Linked DNA regions of Zea mays: region 1 is linked to region 2. Evidence: chromatin contacts called from public Hi-C data. All regions are on one chromosome and are shown on one strand. Each heading gives the region's core, a stretch centred on a gene start, on an enhancer-like site or on the middle of the called end of the contact. The rest is flanking DNA. Distances are from core to core; before and after follow the strand shown.

What was found. A called contact is a pair of places that touch in the nucleus more often than the background predicts.
Region 1: a contact with region 2 is called in a Hi-C map of tassel, with 2.3 times the contacts expected there. The contact joins the promoter of LOC103626156 here to the promoter of LOC100284372 in region 2. A contact is called at or near these places in 3 of 25 Hi-C or Micro-C datasets (ear, endosperm and tassel).

Annotation. Positions count from the first base shown.
Region 1 is chr5:28,637,774-28,640,473 of Zm-B73-REFERENCE-NAM-5.0, forward strand. LOC103626156 (E3 ubiquitin-protein ligase MARCHF9) reads left to right here and starts at 1,416. Exons shown (of 6, transcript XM_008646545.4): 1 at 1,416-2,096. The coding sequence starts at 1,741. It overlaps LOC103626155, which reads left to right. Exons shown (of 7, transcript XR_552741.3): 6 at 179-232; 7 at 396-583.
Region 2 is chr5:28,451,005-28,453,704 of Zm-B73-REFERENCE-NAM-5.0, forward strand. LOC100284372 reads left to right here and starts at 1,330. Exons shown (of 6, transcript NM_001157267.2): 1 at 1,330-1,493; 2 at 2,499-2,566. The coding sequence starts at 2,499.

The DNA.
Region 1 (2,700 bases), core at 166-2,665, 190 kb after region 2:
ATGTTCAAATTGTTACTAGCCAAGCTTTCTGGGTGCAAATATCTTGCTCAGTTTGATCTCATGTTACTAGGATTCAGTGCAAATGTTATTTTTCTCTCGCCATCATTTTGTTTCGCCGTTGTAATGGTAGAGTAGAAGTGTGGTTTTGCTAATTGCTGAGTTGGCCTTTTCTTTTCAGCTTCCATACGAAGACATGACACCTTTTCAGGCAACAGTTGTCGTTGTTCAAAAGGTATCGTAGTTTAACACACAAGTCATTATGGTTTGTCACAAAAAAGAACAGTGGCACATCTTGTTGATATCATACTACTTTAATTTTGCTGAAAAGAAAAGGTTCCAAATAAAAGACGAATGTTGAGTTTTAATTCATTTGTATCTTTTTCGGTGTCATCAAGATCGACTGGATCTATATGGGATTGACTCTGCTCGTGCTGAAGGAGAAAGAGCGTGCTTGGCTTGCGGGAGACCATGTTTCGGTTCATATTTTTTTCATGGGTCATGTTACCTGTCATGTCAGATTATACAACTTCTGATATTTCTGTCTTTGCGAGACAACTACCAAAATAGTTTTACATCATGACTACTCTCAGATGTATTCATGCATTAATATTTTTCTGAATATTTTGTGTGACGTTGCAACGTACGGGCACATACCTAGTAGATATATAACTGAGAAAGTAGTATGTGATTGGCACTAGGGATGAAAACAGACGAAAACGGACGAAAAAACCTGTCTCCCGTTTCCGTATCCGCATTTTATCATCGGAAACGGGATCGGATCCGGAATAGTCGGGAACGAAAACGGAAGCGGGATAAACGGAATTGCGAAAACGAACAGAAACGGAAATACTAACGGAAACTAATAATTTAATACAAATAGAAATGTTATTGATGTTTGACTAGTGATTGATTGACAGAACAATAACATAAAACAAATAAATATAGAGAGGCAACATTCTATTGTTGTTTGGTTGCTAAATGTGTACATTTAGCTACATTCGATGTTGTTTAAGACTTTAGATCACTTGTCATTTGAAAAGAGCCGGTGGTTACAATGACCAATTTGCTATAATTTGTCACCTAAACACACGATGATATAGTTTATATACTAATGCATATTAGGCTCGTCCTATATTTGTCAAATACGGAATAAATAAAGGTTCAATCTGGTAAAACGGGATCAAAAAAACCGACGGAATAAGCTCTCTCGTTTCCGTCCCGTTTCTATATTTTTCCGTAAATACGGAAACGGTCGGATCAAATATAGAAAATGGTACGAATCGTGACGAGATTTTTTCGTTCTGTTTTCAACCCTAATGGGCACAGCCACCGGAGACACAGGTCCGCATTGTCTCGTGTCTACAGATGCGAAGATGAATATTATAACGTCAACTTTCCATACTCGTTCGACTACGACCTGCTTCCATTGACATATGGGTCCTGCAGTGTTAAAGTCCCACTGATCAGCCAAACCAGCATTCCCCTCAAAGCCGTCGTCCTTATCCCCAATCCACACCGTCGGCGGCCCATCCAACCCGTCCCCATCTGATCTCCCCGTCGGCGGCGGCCCCCACCGCTTCCTTCCCCTCGCCGTCGCGATACTGAGCAGACACTAGCAGAAGTAGGTGCTCCGTAACCCGCCCCCCAACACCAAAGTGGCACTCATCACGCCCACGCGAGGTGGTCGACGAAGAGCCGCAGAGGAGGGGGAGGTGCTGGGTGGGATCCGGCGGACCGCTCATGTCGAGCGGCGCGGACGGATCGGATCCCTGCACGGGCCTTGACCCGGGGACGATCCCAGAGCTGCCGGCCCATGAACCTCCTGTGCTGCAGGCTCCGTCGCCGGCGCCGCAGCAGGAGGTGGTGGTGGCATCGCAGACCGAGGCGCCGTTGCCAGCTGTCACCATCGTGATCTCGCGGCCAGGCGAGGATGTTCAGATGCCCGATGCAAAGGGTGGCTCCCCGGCATGCTCCCCGCAGGCCGGTGACGGCAAGCCTATGGCCACCTCGGTTTCGTTGACCGCTTCGGCGGCCGCGAAGGAAGCCGGGCTGGCAAGGTCCGACTCCGACAGCTTGGACGACTACGAGCAATGCAGGTATCCAGTCGGTGTGGGTTTTCCTGTGCAAGCTCAGGCCATTTTAGTGAACTGCGAGTTGGGACGGGGACGAGGGTGTGTTCTGTTTTGGAGCGTTCCGATTTTGTATGGGGACCTCGTTACGTTTAGCAGTTGCGCGTTTTATCCATCCATGGATTACCTGCGATGGCTTCGGGCGATGCTCATGCAGTGAAGTGACTGTAGCTGTATGAACGAACTTCCTTTTATGATGTAGTGATTCATTTCTTGGAGTCGCCCTAGCACATGGATCATGTCAACTGAACTGATTACCCTAGCTGCCTTTTTCTGTCTGTCATTACACCAATGGATTTTTTGCCTGCAGTTGGGTGAGTGTTGTTTATCACATATAACATGCGAGCAACAAGTTTGTGAACATGTTCATTGTCAGTTTGTCTGCATCTTCTTTAGTATTGACTTTGTCAGTGTTTGTGGTATGTGCTTATTTACAGCCCATATGTTAGTGTAGTTAGGCTTTCATGAAGTGCAAATAGGACTACAAAGTGGTAATTATGATATATTAGGGTCTCCAAGGTATTTAGGCGGTCATGAGAAGGTAGGTTATGTTTCCAATGCAGTTGGGTTG
Region 2 (2,700 bases), core at 80-2,579:
ACCATGAGCAGGAGGCACTCACGTTGGCGTCGCTCATCGATGACGAGAAGAAGCTTGGCGACTGTCAGTTCGACCTCTAGAAGCAGTCCTACGTGGTCGCATGCGCCGCTGTGTACGACAAGCTCCCGCGAAGCCACCACTTGGACGCGGTCCAGAGCAGCTGCACCGCGCTGTCCATCGTTAAGCAGGGAGGCCTCATGGTTGTCACCAACATCGACGACTCTCGGGTTATTCTGGACACCGCATCCGATGACGACGCCATCACGTCGTCTAGCTCATTGTCCACCTGAAGCCCAACCTACCACATAAGTCGCTACTGACCGGACATGAATTCTTGTGCGCTGGGACGATGGACGTTGCTGACGTTGTGTGAGTGTCCTCGAACATGATGTATGTAGTGGAGTAGCGCATCTGGTGGTGCAACGGCCAGGGGTACTACCTCGCTGATGAGCCCGGGGTACACTTCGTTTGGCAGCCCAACCAAGAGTCATCGGTACTCGTCATGTCGCGCGCGTTCGACGACTACTATACCGAGGATTGTGGCGTCATCTTAGCGTCGGAGGTGACGCAGAGGAGGATCGACAACAGTGACCAGTTCGTCATCCTCGCCACCGTCAGGTAGCTTTTGTGCCGACCTGCCTTTAATTCTCTTCGCAAACACACACATTTACCTTTTTGTTTAAGCAAGAGCGTATGGTTGTGCGTGTCTGATGACTAACGATGTACGAGGAAATTTCTTCCAGCATATGTGGAACGTGCTCTCCAATGATGAGACCATACAAATCGTGGCATATATCGAAGTCTGCATGATACTGATGGTTGCAATGTAGTGGTGAAACAACTAGATTAAAATAACAAAATTTATGTATGACTAGGATCACAAATTGATTATGAAACATTTTCTCATAACAATATAACACACATTTTATATATAAGTTATCGTAGTATACTGGTATTATATATTACCGTTGCAACGCACGGACACTCAGCTAGTAACCAAACAAGGTCTTATATTTTTCCCACTCTCATTCAATTCATATGAGATAGAAATAACCGAACATAACCTAAGGCCTAATAGAAAAATTTCTCATGATTTAGGTCTTGTTTGGTTATTCCTATCTCATATGGATTTGATGTGATTGAAAAATTTATGAATTTTTTTAACTTATTTAACATTAAACCCTATCCAATCCTACCTAATCTATATGGATTGAGAGGAAAACTAACCAGACCAACCACACAAACGAGCACGAGTCTTCCACTTGCGCACGCTGTAGACAGAGCCCCGCGCCACCCGTTCATCGCAAATCGGACGGGCGAGGAACCCTCAGGGTTAAAACCCTAAACTAGAAAGGGCCTCAGCCAGTCCAGCCAGCCTCCCGAGCCCTATCCTTTTCCCCACTCCCGGGTCTCCAGCATTCCTATCCTCTCCCCGCCCGCCCGTGCCGCCGCCGCCGCCGCCGCCGCGGCTTCCCTTCCTCTCCCGAGCCAAGGTGAGCTTCCTATCTCCATATATCCAGTCCCGTGGAGTAGCGACGGTATCGTGGGTAGCTTCCTTCTCGCATCGACTAGCAGTGTTTCACGCGGTTTTGTTTGGCCTAGGAGCTGCTGGATCTGCACGTTTAGCCCGGTTACGTACATGTGCGTTTGCACGATTTAAGGTCGTTGTAACTGGAGGCTATCTTTGGGCTGTTTTGTTGTTTGATTTGTGGTCCGAACTAGCGGGAAAGCACTGGGGCTTAGTAGATCCCATGTTTATTAGATTTGGGATATCGTGTTCGGGGAAAAAGACGTACCTTGGTCCTGATTAATCGCTTGATATGCTGTTTGAAAGCAGGAGCCGTGCTAGATTACGCAGTGTTGGAGGGTACAAGAAGTCATTGGTTTAGTTTCCGCACTCTGGGAGTGATACTGTGGTAGACTCGTAGCGTTTTGTCCTGGGTAACAGCTGCATGGATAGTTCTAGTAAATGAATGCAGTTAGCTCCAGAGAAGTTAGGTTAAGACCGATTTACTAGTGGCTCAGAAGATTTCTACTGCGTGGCTTCCCTTAAGCACTGCGTCTGCCATGTTTTATTGTTCAAATAGTCAGGGTGCATGCGTATTTTTATTGCTGAAATAGCCAGGGTCCATGCTATTGGTTGTCTGAACTGGTGCGATTTGGCATTATGCCGTTTTTGTCTATGGTTACTTGTTTATGTCGTGGCATATTGTTGTATTTTGCCACTTTTTATAACTTCCTTTATGCACTTCTACGCTATGTTATAGCATTTATTTTTGATTGCACCTTTTCCTTTTCTATGTGCAAATATGTTTTATTTGACATTGTAATTTCTGCTTCCGTTACTTCTTCCGGACAAATGTTACTACATATTGGTTCTGTCCGCTGCGTTACTGAACAAATTGTGTACTGATTCCGGACAAATGTTACTACATATTGGTTCTATCCGTTGCCGTTACTGAACAAATTGTGTACTGATTTTTTTGTGTTTCATACAGATGAATGTTGAAAAGCTCAAGAAGATGGCAGGTGCTGTGCGCACCGGGGGGAAGGGTAGCGTGCGCAGGTGTTTATGCTTCTAAATTTATTCAAGATGACCTATCAACAGTTCTGCAGAGCTTTACTTTCTATTTAGTGCGTTTGCTTTGTGTTAGCACATATGTTTCTATTGCACTCACCGCCTGTGCATATATTGACTTA